Linked DNA regions of Triticum aestivum: region 1 is linked to region 2. Evidence: chromatin contacts called from public HiCAR-type data. All regions are on one chromosome and are shown on one strand. Each heading gives the region's core, a stretch centred on a gene start, on an enhancer-like site or on the middle of the called end of the contact. The rest is flanking DNA. Distances are from core to core; before and after follow the strand shown. Region 1 holds the start of LOC123069734 (solanesyl-diphosphate synthase 2, chloroplastic). Region 2 holds the start of LOC123069721 (protein REDUCED WALL ACETYLATION 3).

Region 1 (6,055 bases), core at 1,983-4,482, 150 kb before region 2:
GCACCGACCATCTCCAAGAAATCGACATGATACTGGCAAGCAGGATTTCAGTACAAGCTAATCTGGGCCCGCCTGCAGGTTGTATCTCATCTTCAGACAGACCAGGTGAATGATCCGTCCATCCATCTAGTCGATCCTCTCAAGGTTGTACTTCACCATGTTCTCAAGTGCAGTCCTGAAATGGCTCCTGGGGAGGCACTGCAGGTTCTGGAGCGCCAGGTCGCCCTTCTCCTTGGCCAGCTCCTGCGCCCGCCGGATACCGCCGCTCCTGTGCACCAGCTCCATGGCCGCCGACAGCGAGCCCGTGTCGCAGAACTCCGAGTCGATGATCTCCCTCAGCTCTGGCGACTCCTGCAGCGCGAAGATGACCGGGGCCGTCAGGTTCCCCTTGGCCAGGTCGCTCCCCGCCGGCTTGCCCAGCTGCTCCGCCGACTGCGTGAAGTCGAGGATGTCGTCCACCACCTGGAACGACAGCCCCAGGTTCCTGCCGTACTCGTACATCTGCTCGCATACGGCGGTGCTCACCCCGCTGAATATGGCCGCAGACCTCGTGCTTGAAGCGAGCAGGGAGGCAGTCTTGTAGTAGCTCTTGAGCAGGTAGTCGTCCAGGGTGACGTCGCAGTCGAAAAGGGTCGACTGCTGTTTAATCTCACCACTAGCAAAGTCCTTGATCACCTGTGAGCACACCAATGGTTACATAGAAGTCTTATATACGGTTTTACAAGAAGAGGATGAGGTTTACTGAATCCTTCAGTACCTGGCTGATGAGCTTTATAACCTCAATGTTTTCCAAGTTTGCCAGAAACCAAGAAGATTGTGCAAACATAAAATCACCAGCAAGCACCGCTATCCGTGTTCCATATAGCTGATGAATGGTTTCTTTCCCTGCAAATAATCAAATTAGTTTAGAACAAAATTTTCAATTTATCGATCCCCTCATTAAACTGTGTCCAGTATGATGAATAAAGAACGGTTTTCGTTATACCTCTGCGCATCCCACTATCATCTATGACATCATCATGTATTAAACTCGCAGTGTGAATCATTTCTATGATCTCAGCCAAACGTTTATGTTCTGTAGTTAGCTCCCTGCAATGCAAAATGGTAAAAGGTCTGAGACTCTGAGTGCATGAAAACAAAAAATATTGGAAATTCCAAGGCTGCAACAAGAAGAGGAACTTACGACAAGCCAGCTACTTCTGCTGTTGCTCTGGACACCAGGAAAACCAATGCTGGTCTTAATCTCTTTCCACCAGCACCAAAAATTTGTTCTGCGGCAGATACTAAAACTGGGTTTTCTGCACCAATAAGCTATTGAGGTCGTGTCAGCTACTTAAGTAGTTACTGTGGAAAACACGAACTCAACAGGAACTAGTCTAGAAAAATCTTATGTTGAAAACTAGTTAGATATGTGTGTTATATCTATTTGATATGTGCTCTGAAGTTTCTTGTCTTGATTACGCAAACAGAGATTGCCTATTCAGAAAAGGCCAGCTACTCACAGCTCCAAGCCATCAAATATGGGCCATTACATGATTAGAATCTGGACAAGTTGAAAGGCGTGCACAAGTAGGAAGCTGTCTCTGTCTTTAGTCATGTCTGTAGACTGTAGTCATGTGGATTATGTGCAATCCCCTTCTAAAGAACAGTTAAACCGATGCACACTTGTGCACAGCAAACTATGACATCTTATTTTTCTTTCTTTTGGGCCCAACGGTATATGTCCCATTAAATTTTATGAACTTGGAATAATTCATGAAAGCATAGTAGCTACTGCATGATTTTCAATCCACTGATGTACTATCCGTCATTATCCATGGTCTATTGTAGGGAAGTAAGTATGTAGCAATTAAGACTGTCGTGCCATTAGTTTACTAATCAAAATTAACACTATCCAAAGCTGGGTTGAAACACAGCTCCTTCCCAATCCGAGATTGAAGTAGGAAAACAAACAGCACACACTTCAAAGTTGAAACCATACACCTAGAAACCCAGCAGAATCTCCTTCAAACCGTGGCCTTTCCACCTTTTGGTTTGCTGGTATACATTATTTGGACTGAACTTGCAGGTGTTCTGAATTCACATTGTTTTCCACACGGTATAAGGAACTGTAATCGATTTCAGGACCAAGGAAATCCTGGCTAGTAAAATAGCGTGCGAATAAGACGGGCCGAACGTATTTCAGAGGAACCTCCTAAGCAGTTTCATAACATGAGCAATGAGAGCTTCTATCAAACAGAGTCTGAAGAAGGAAACTAGTCATTCATACGTCTACAGCCTACACAACACAGGGGTGCATCTTCTTCTCCAAAGCAATTTTAATTTTGAGTGAGCTTAGCAAAGACCAAAGAGAATGTGACCTGGAGAAGGCGCTCACCGATTTGAGGTTGTTGTTGAGCTTGAGCAGGTCATCCGAGACGACATCCAAGAGCGAAGCGATGGACACGCGCTCGGGGAGCCTCGCCGTCCCGGCCGCCGCGCTGGCAATGGTCTCTGCCGCCGGCACGTCGATCGCCGCAAGACCTACATAGAAGAATTTTAATAGGTCAGCTTCACTCCAAGCAACGGTGGTACTACAGGCAGGACGTGTGCTGCTTAGTGTGTTGTACCGAACGTCTCTGAACCAACCAGCAGAGATAAGGTAAGGCATGGTAGTAAGAGAGACACACAAACCTGTCTGGCTGGGTGCGGCCACGAAACAAACACATGGCGCGCGCCGCCTGGGCGCCGGGCGCGCGGCCCAGCGGCGGCAGCGGCAGGCGGCCAGCAGGCCCAAATCCACGACGTTCCGGCTCATGTGCACCCTCGGCGAGCTCACAGACAGCATCTCGGCAAGCAAGCTCGCTCGCTCGCCCGCCAATCCAAGAACCTAGACACCAACGACGACGCAGGCTAGCTCGCGCGCGCGCTCGGAGGCCCCAAGAAGCACGGACGGCAGAAAAATCCTTGGTTGCACAGCGGCCGCGGCAGGACGAGTGATGCTGGCTGGCTGGCGATTGGTTGCGTGCGGGAAAGAGAGAATCTTGCCCAATTTGGTGACGAAGCCTCTTTTGCGCTTGCGTGGAGAAGAAAGGGGGAGGAGTTGGATGGCTGCTGCTGCTCCGCTCCGGTGGGGGAGTGGTGGTGGGAGGGAGGTTTTAAAATATGGAGGAAGGCTTGCGGAGGAGGAGAAAGGGGGATTTGTGGATCCACGAGGGCCATAGAACCCAAGCCCTGATCACCAGCGAGCCAAGCAGCCGCTGCCTGACCGTGTGTGCGTCTGAGAGAGAGGGCTCTATCACCTCCGAGTTCTGACTTTGACTTGCTACACCGCCTTTTGCTCTTTGGTCCTTCAAAAGAGGATAGAATGAAGTTGATCAAACTATCAGAGAGTGGTGCCAGCAGAACATCTTCATTTCTCATCCATTAGCCGCTAGTAATCCGCATGACTCCAGGGCGCCATCCATGCGAAGTATTGAACGCCTCACTTGCCACCGTTCTACAAGTCCCTTTGATCTTCCTGTTTTTCTGCAATATTGACCAAGAACTTGTAAGAGAAAAATTTATGAAGAATCACAAAAGGACCAAGCATGCATCCTCTTGCGGGCAAAGCAATACAACACTTCTACAGGTCTTGATACCATAGCAGTGCAGAAATGCCCACATAGAGCTTCATCTTTTTTTCCTTCCCAAATTGAGGAAGCCAAATGGAAAAAACATTTTTAACATGAACAACAATAGAAGGTACACTCAAAGTCCACTATAAGAGACTCGATATAAATTTGGCCACAGAGTAGTGACAAAATAAATGATCAACCCTCACCCTCTTTTTGGGTAGATTAACTCAACATATTTTGTGCTCCCAATCCACCCTCTTTTTGGCCGGTTAGTGCACATTTAACCAAAGAAAGATCTTGATCTTCCATAAAAATTGAATGGAAAGTACTGTTGGGGAACGTAGTAATTTTAAAAAAATTCCTACGCACACGCAAGATCATGGTGATGCATAGCAATGAGAGGGGAGAGTGTTGTCTACGTACCCTCGTAGACCGAAGCGGAAGCGTTGACGCAACGTAGAGGAAGTAGTCGTACGTCTTCCCGGTCCAACCGATCCAAGCACCGTTACTCCGGCACCTCCGAGTTCTTGACACACGTACAGCTCGATGACACACCCCGGGCTCCGATCCAGCAAAGCTTCGGGGAGGAGTTTCGTCAGCACGACGGCGTGGTGACGATCTTGATGTTTAACTATCGCAGGGCTTCGCCTAAGCACCGCTACAATATGATCGAGGTGTAATATCGTGGAGGGGGGCACCACACACGGCTAAGGAACGATCACGAAGATCAACTTGTGTGTCCTAGGGTGCCCCCCTGCCCCCGTATATAAAGGAGCCAAGGGGGGGTGCGGCCGGCCCTAGTAGGAGGCGCGCAGGAGGAGTCCTACTCCTACCGGGAGTAGCACTCCCCTCCCTTTCCTTGTCCAAGTAGGAGAGGGGGAAGGAAGGGAGAGAGGAGAGGAAGGAAAGGGGGGGCGCCGCCCCTCCCTCCTTGTCCAATTCGGACTAGGGGGAGAGGAGGCGCGCGGCCTGCCCTGGCTGCCTTTCCTCTTCTCCACTTTAGGCCCATGAGGCCCATTAACCCCCCGGGGGGTTCCGGTAACCCCCGGTTCTCCGGTTTTATCCGAAACTTCCCCGGAACACTTCCGGTGTCCGAATATAGCTGTCCAATATATCAATCTTTATGTCTCGACCATTTCGAGACTCCTCGTTATGTCCGTGATCATATCCGGGACTCCGAACAACCTTCGGTACATCAAAATACATAAACTCATAATGAAACTATCATCGTAACTTTAAGCGTGCGGACCCTACGGTTCGAGAACAATGTAGACATGACCGAGACACGTCTCCAGTCAATAACCAATAGCGGGACCTGGATGCCCATACTAGCTCCTACATATTCTACGAAGATCTTTATCGGTCAGACCGCATAACTACATACGTTGTTCCCTTTGTCATCGGTATGTTACTTGCCCGAGATTCGATCGTCGGTATTCAATACCTAGTTCAATCTCGTTACTGGCAAGTCTCTTTACTCGTTCCGTAATACATCATCTCACAACTAACATATTAGTTGCAATGCTTGCAAGGCTTATGTGATGTGTATTACCGAGAGGGCCCAGAGATACCTCTCCGTCAGAAGGATTGACAAATCCTAATCTCGAAATATGCCAACCCAACATGTACCTTTGGAGACACCTGTAGAGCTCCTTTATAATCACCCAGTTACGTTGTGACGTTTGGTAGCACACAAAGTGTTCCTCCAGTAAACGGGAGTTGCATAATCTCATAGTCATAGGAACATGTATAAATCATGAAGAAAGCAATAGCAACATACTAAACGATCGGGTGCTAAGCTAATGGAATGGGTCATGTCAATCAGATCATTCAACTAATGATGTGATCCCGTTAATCAAATAACAATTCTTTGTTCATGGTTAGGAAACATAACCATCTTTGATTAACGAGCTAGTCAAGTAGAGGCATACTAGTGACACTCTGTTTGTCTATGTATTCACACATGTATTATGTTTCCGGTTAATACAATTCTAGCATGAATAATAGACATTTATCATGATATAAGGAAATAAATAATAACTTTATTATTGCCTCTAGGGCATATTTCCTTCAGTCTCCCACTTGCACTAGAGTCAATAATCTAGATTACACAGTAATGATTCTAACACTCATGGAGCCTTGGTGCTGATCATGTTTTGCTCGTGGAAGGGGCTTAGTCAACGGGTCTGCTACATTCAGATCCGTATGTATCTTGCAAATTTCTATGTCTCCCACCTGGACTAGATCCCGGATGGAATTGAAGCGTCTCTTGATGTGTTTGGTTCTTTTGTGAAATCTGGATTCCTTTGCCAAGGCAATTGCACCAGTATTGTCACAAAAGATTTTCATTGGACCCGATGCACTAGGTATGACACCTAGATTGGATATGAACTCCTTCATCCAGACTCCTTCGTTTGCTGCTTCCGAAGCAGCTATGTACTCTGCTTCACATGTAGATC
Region 2 (5,251 bases), core at 34-2,533:
GGAGATGGGTGCGAGCAGTAGAGTCATGGAGCACAACCCCATGGATACTACTCAGATCTAAGCAATCACAACACACATTAAAAATCCAACAGAACGAGAATCACGAGAACACATTAGTTGAGCACGATGCCACCTCCTTCACCGCACGGATGTCGGCATGGCGGGCTTGTGCATGAAAACCTCGCTGGACTGTTTTCCTAATGGGATGTGGCTGCTACAATTTTTTCTCCATGAGTTGCCAGACTCCATGCATCCCCAGTGTTGTTGGTAGCATGCCACATGCCCATGCCTCCTCCCAATTGAGTGTAGCAGCCTACGGGGCATGGGAGATCTTGGAAAAGGGGAGGAAGAGGAACCACCCATGGATTTTGGATGAAGCATAACTTTGCTATGGATTCAGAGTGGACCAATCAAGGATTGAGAATCAAGTAGATCCTGCGAGGGGTCAGATGAAGCCATGGTGGTGACTGGCGAGTGGTGAAGAGCGAGAGTGGAATGAACGGGGAAGAGGAGAGAACCAAGAACATAGTTTCCCCTTTTTGGGATGCCGCCTATGATTTCAGCGGTGGGATCCCAACTGGGCGTGAGATGAGATACACTAGCCGTTAAAGGCATGACACATGAGTCAAGAGGAAATAAGTAAGCGCCTTCGTTCATTGACTAGGACACCCCCGCAAACCTCTCGAAGTAGCCTCAAGCAACGAATTGCCCACTTACAAATGAGCCAATGAGCACTTCCCAAAACCCTCGATGCGTCCAGGGCAAGTACTCCTAGGGAGCTTAGAGTTCTAGGTGATACATGAAAAACCGTCAAACTCTTCTCACAAAGGATTTAGATGCCGTGAAGCTGAAAACGGGCTCTACAAAGGCGTCGTTCTGCACTATAGGGTAGCACCCTGCCAGAGCATAACCGAGAAGCCATGCCCTGTAACATAATCAAAGATTCTTTCGAGCCAGCTAGCTCCTCACTTATCCACAGACGACACGTCGCCAGGGTGATCCGAGGACGAGTCTGTGTGGTCCCGATGACCATGTCCATGTTCACGCTCCTACTCCCGAGTCTTTGTGGTGACTTTGTAAAATCTCAAGATACTATGTCTGCTCAATCTGTGTCAAAGATGCTAGCAAGGGTGGGGTGCAGGACGAGTGTACTGTGTTTTGTTTTTTTTAAAAAGGAGCACGAGGACGGGGTCCAAAAATCTAAACTAAACTGAGTATAAAAGCAAAGGAAAAGGGGTGGCACCAAACTTTGCAACCACCCACCATCCCGTCGACCAACCCTCCTCCCTTTTCCCCATCATTTCCTTCCCCGGCCGTCGGTCCGTCCGTCCGGCCCGACCGCGACCAGCCACCGCCCCGTCGTTCGCTGGGTTGCTTCAGATCTCCTCCTCCCCCTACCTCCCCACCCTCCGCCTCCAATCCCACTCCCGCCATTGCGCAAGATATATATAAATCCCATCCCCATCAGCCCAGTCTCCTCCCCACCCGCCCGCGACCTCGCCGTCCGTCTCTCTCCCCCGTCCAACTTCCCTGCTCGCGGGGCATGGCCTGCTGACGACTCATCTGGTGCACAATTCTCTCCCGGATCTGACCCGCCTGCCCGTGCTGCCGCTGGGATCGGGATCGGGATCTCGCGCGGGATGGAGGTCTTCGGCCCCGTCACGCCCGGCCAGGTGACTGTGATTCCCCCGCTCCGCCAATCCCTCGTCTCATTTCGTGGCTGCTCAAGCAATTCCCGCCCCGCCGGCCGAGATAAGCGTCTTGCCGGAGTCAATTTTAGCTCCCCCGCTCCGCTCTTGAAATCGTCTAGTGCAGTACTTGTGTGTAAGCCTACTGAATTTGCTGTCTAAGCAAGCAAGCACTAGGAGCCTCCTGGATCCCTGCCCACCAAAATTGCAGAGGATTACGTAGCGGGGTTAGCTCATGCGTCGCAGCTGTTCTCGACACGCGTGACGTGTACCTGAGCAGCCTGGTTCCGAGTTTAATGCCATGGTTTAAGGTTGCTCCAGGGCTTGAGCAAGAATTAAATTCAGTTCAGCACGTACCCACAAAGGTGTAGTCTTGTGTGCCTGTCACGTGAGTCGGTCCTTACCTCACGACTTTGGTGGCCCGGCTCTGATTTAGTTTCACAACATGTCAACATGACGCATGACATCCAGGCACAAATGTCTTTTTGTGTCACGCAGTTATGATCCAAGAAAGCAGAACACACTTATGCAAAAATGAAAAATTAGAGTTCAGCACTTGAGCTGTGATATTCCACATCTTATTTGGTCAAAAACATCAAAGCAAACAGTCCACCATGCCAAATTCATTGTGCTGGAATATATATCAGTAGATCTACCTTTCCCTGAAGACAGTATAGAGCAAAGTTTACTGGGAGTTGGCTGCTTAACTCCTCAAATCCAAACTTAGGCTGAGCTCTTTTTGTTTCCTAGTCTTATGCTTTTGTTTGCGTTGGCAAATTGCGGCTAGGTTCAATTTTCAATGCTGCCATGGGCTTATGTAACACGCACGGTGTTGTCCTTCCTTGCAGGTGTCATTTTTACTCGGTCTTTTCCCAGTCCTCATTGCATGGGTCTACTCCGAGATCCTGGAGTACAAGAAGTCTTCGTTACATGGGAAAGTGTAAGATTTCTCAGCAGAATATCTGCTTTTGGTTAACTTTACAACTTAGATTCGAGCAGCTGTCATTAAATATACATACCCACTGCCAGCCGCATACTGCTTCTTCAAATAATTCAACAGTTACTTTGTTAATCAGAAGCTGAACAACTACCGTCCTAACTTTGCCCGAATCATCCATTATTTTGTCATCTGCAGTCACTCAGATGCTACTTTGGAAAATGAAACCTCCAAGGAAGATGAGAAGGCTATATTAATTGAAGGAGGCCAGTTGAAATCACCATCGGCGAAATTCCGGAACATGTCTACCAAAGCCAATTTAATACGGTATCATATGAATAAACAATAAGATACATATTTTAGGATTATACGGTCTCACATGAAAATGACGAGTGCTTATGTCATGACGTCGTTGCGGCTTGCAGGTTTATAACAATGGATGAGCCTTTTCTGCTAGAAAACCGTGCTGTACTGAGAGCCATGTAAGATCCTGCAGAATTAATTGCGTCCAGTCTAGATTTTCCAGCTAAGAGATCTGCTATTGAAACTTATGTGTCCACTAACCATCTTGCAGGGCTGAATTTGGCATTGTGCTGGTTTACTTTTACATTTGTGACCGGACAAACATATTTCCAGAAAGCAAGAAGGTACTATGTTACTCTTATTTCTTACTGTATGCATTTTGAATGATGTATCATACAGTAGAGTAGATATAAACTGTAGCATGTGTCGGTTATTTAAATAAAATAGTGTATGCACATTATCCGTATCTCCGAGGAGTGTCATTGTTACTTCTGGTTACATGATCCGCCATGACTTGTTTCCTCATTCATCTTTCAGCAATTAATACCTGCAAGCTGTAATGGTTTGTCTGGCCTAGCTTTAGTTTAGATATGCCTAAATTAAGCTAGAGACTGAGAGCTAGAGCAAAGCAGGTGACATATTTTTTGGCATATCTAACAATTTTAAGCTTTCCATCATCTGGGAACCTGTAGCAAATAGATGGTGGCTTATGCTTGCAACATTTTGTAAGCTGAGTCAGCCAAACTAACTCTTGTGCTCATGTAATAAGCAACTATGTAGGGATAAACCTGAATTATACAAAACAAAACCATATATGCTTGTCATGTGTACGCCTGTACGCTTCTTTTTTGCTCGTATCATAATCTTTGTTCCTTTTTTTGACAGAACTACAACAGAGACCTGTTTCTGTTCCTGTACATTCTTCTTATCATAGCATCAGCACTTACTTCACTTAAGAAGCACCAGGAGAAATCAGCGTTTTCTGGAAAGTCCATACTCTATCTTAACCGCCACCAAACTGAGGAATGGAAAGGGTGGATGCAGGTTAGTGATTTTACTTCATTGCTTTAGTTCTTCTGGTAAATGCGATTTTAGTCATATCTGTGGTTGGAGATATTGAGAGATTCTGCGTGTGATGGCATTTTCGATGCACTTTTTCGCCATTCATCCTTTCAGTTTGCAACACGAAACACAAAGCATGTCTTTGATGCTCATTTAGTGAAATTTCCACCATGTGCTGTGCACATAGTGCACTCATTAGTGCCTTCACTGTTTCTAGTCTACTTCTCTTATATTGCAAGACCAAGTTTTACTATGCATTAAAGTCAAGAGAGTATTTGCATTATTGTCCCAGTCTGCTACTCCATATTCAAACTAGTTCCGGGATAGTCTTCTTCTCATTTATGTTACAGCAATTTATACCACGGAGACATATACTAATATTTCAGTACCGTTTCTGTTGTTGACTTGTTGTCCTTTGTAAGTTTTTTGTAGCTGTATTCTGGCTGTAAGTATGTTACAAACTTATAATTATTCAATCTTCCTCTCCAGGTCTTATTTCTGATGTACCACTATTTTGGCGCGTCAGAAATATACAATGCAATTCGTGTTTTCATTGCTTGCTATGTTTGGATGACTGGATTTGGGAATTTCTCGTACTATTATATCAAGAAAGATTTTAGCATTGCAAGATTTGCACAGGTGCTGAGTCTACCTCAACCTTTATCGCTTCTGCGTATGATAAATTTAATTCTCTTGATTTTTGGACCATCTGTCAGAGACTTAATGGGTAATAAATACACTTTTAACGCAGATGATGTGGAGGCTAAATTTCTTTGTGGCTTTCTGTTGCATTGTCCTTGACAATGATTTTATGTTGTACTATATCTGCCCAATGCACACCCTATTTACACTTATGGTGTACGCATCACTTGGCCTGTTTAACAAGTATAATGAGATACCATCAGTTATGGCTATTAAGATTGCTGGCTGCTTCTTGGCTGTCATTTTGATATGGGAAGTTCCTGGGGTATTCGAAATTTTGTGGGCCCCCTTTACGTTCCTGCTTGGTAAGTTGTCCATATATTTTTCTGTGGATATTCTTCTCAGTCATGGATCAGAGTATTAATCTTTGTTTTTTCTGTCCAATGTAGGCTATAAAGATCCAGAGCCTTCTAAGTCACACTTACCCTTATTGCATGAGTGGCATTTCCGATCTGGGCTTGATCGGTACATATGGATTGTTGGAATGATCTATGCTTACTTTCACCCTAATGTAAGTTTTCAGATATGTATATGTATTCCTCTTCTTCCGTTATGCATG

The links. HiCAR-type assays count read pairs that join an accessible place to other places.
Region 1: a HiCAR-type map of leaf shows a contact between it and region 2, with 4 times the contacts expected there. The contact joins the promoter of LOC123069734 here to the promoter of LOC123069721 in region 2. A contact is called at or near these places in 2 of 5 Hi-C or Micro-C datasets (leaf and an unstated tissue) and 1 of 1 datasets of contacts at active chromatin or transcription factors (leaf).

The regions. Positions count from the first base shown.
Region 1 is chr1A:581,209,962-581,216,016 of IWGSC CS RefSeq v2.1, reverse strand. LOC123069734 (solanesyl-diphosphate synthase 2, chloroplastic) reads right to left here and starts at 3,232. Exons shown (of 6, transcript XM_044492673.1): 1 at 2,674-3,232; 2 at 2,378-2,523; 3 at 1,184-1,311; 4 at 986-1,089; 5 at 758-885; 6 at 1-675. The coding sequence starts at 2,827. The coding sequence ends at 127.
Region 2 is chr1A:581,062,764-581,068,014 of IWGSC CS RefSeq v2.1, reverse strand. LOC123069721 (protein REDUCED WALL ACETYLATION 3) reads left to right here and starts at 1,283. Exons shown (of 16, transcript XM_044492661.1): 1 at 1,283-1,673; 2 at 2,537-2,628; 3 at 2,824-2,952; 4 at 3,051-3,107; 5 at 3,200-3,272; 6 at 3,814-3,972; 7 at 4,480-4,629; 8 at 4,742-4,997; 9 at 5,082-5,203. The coding sequence starts at 1,641.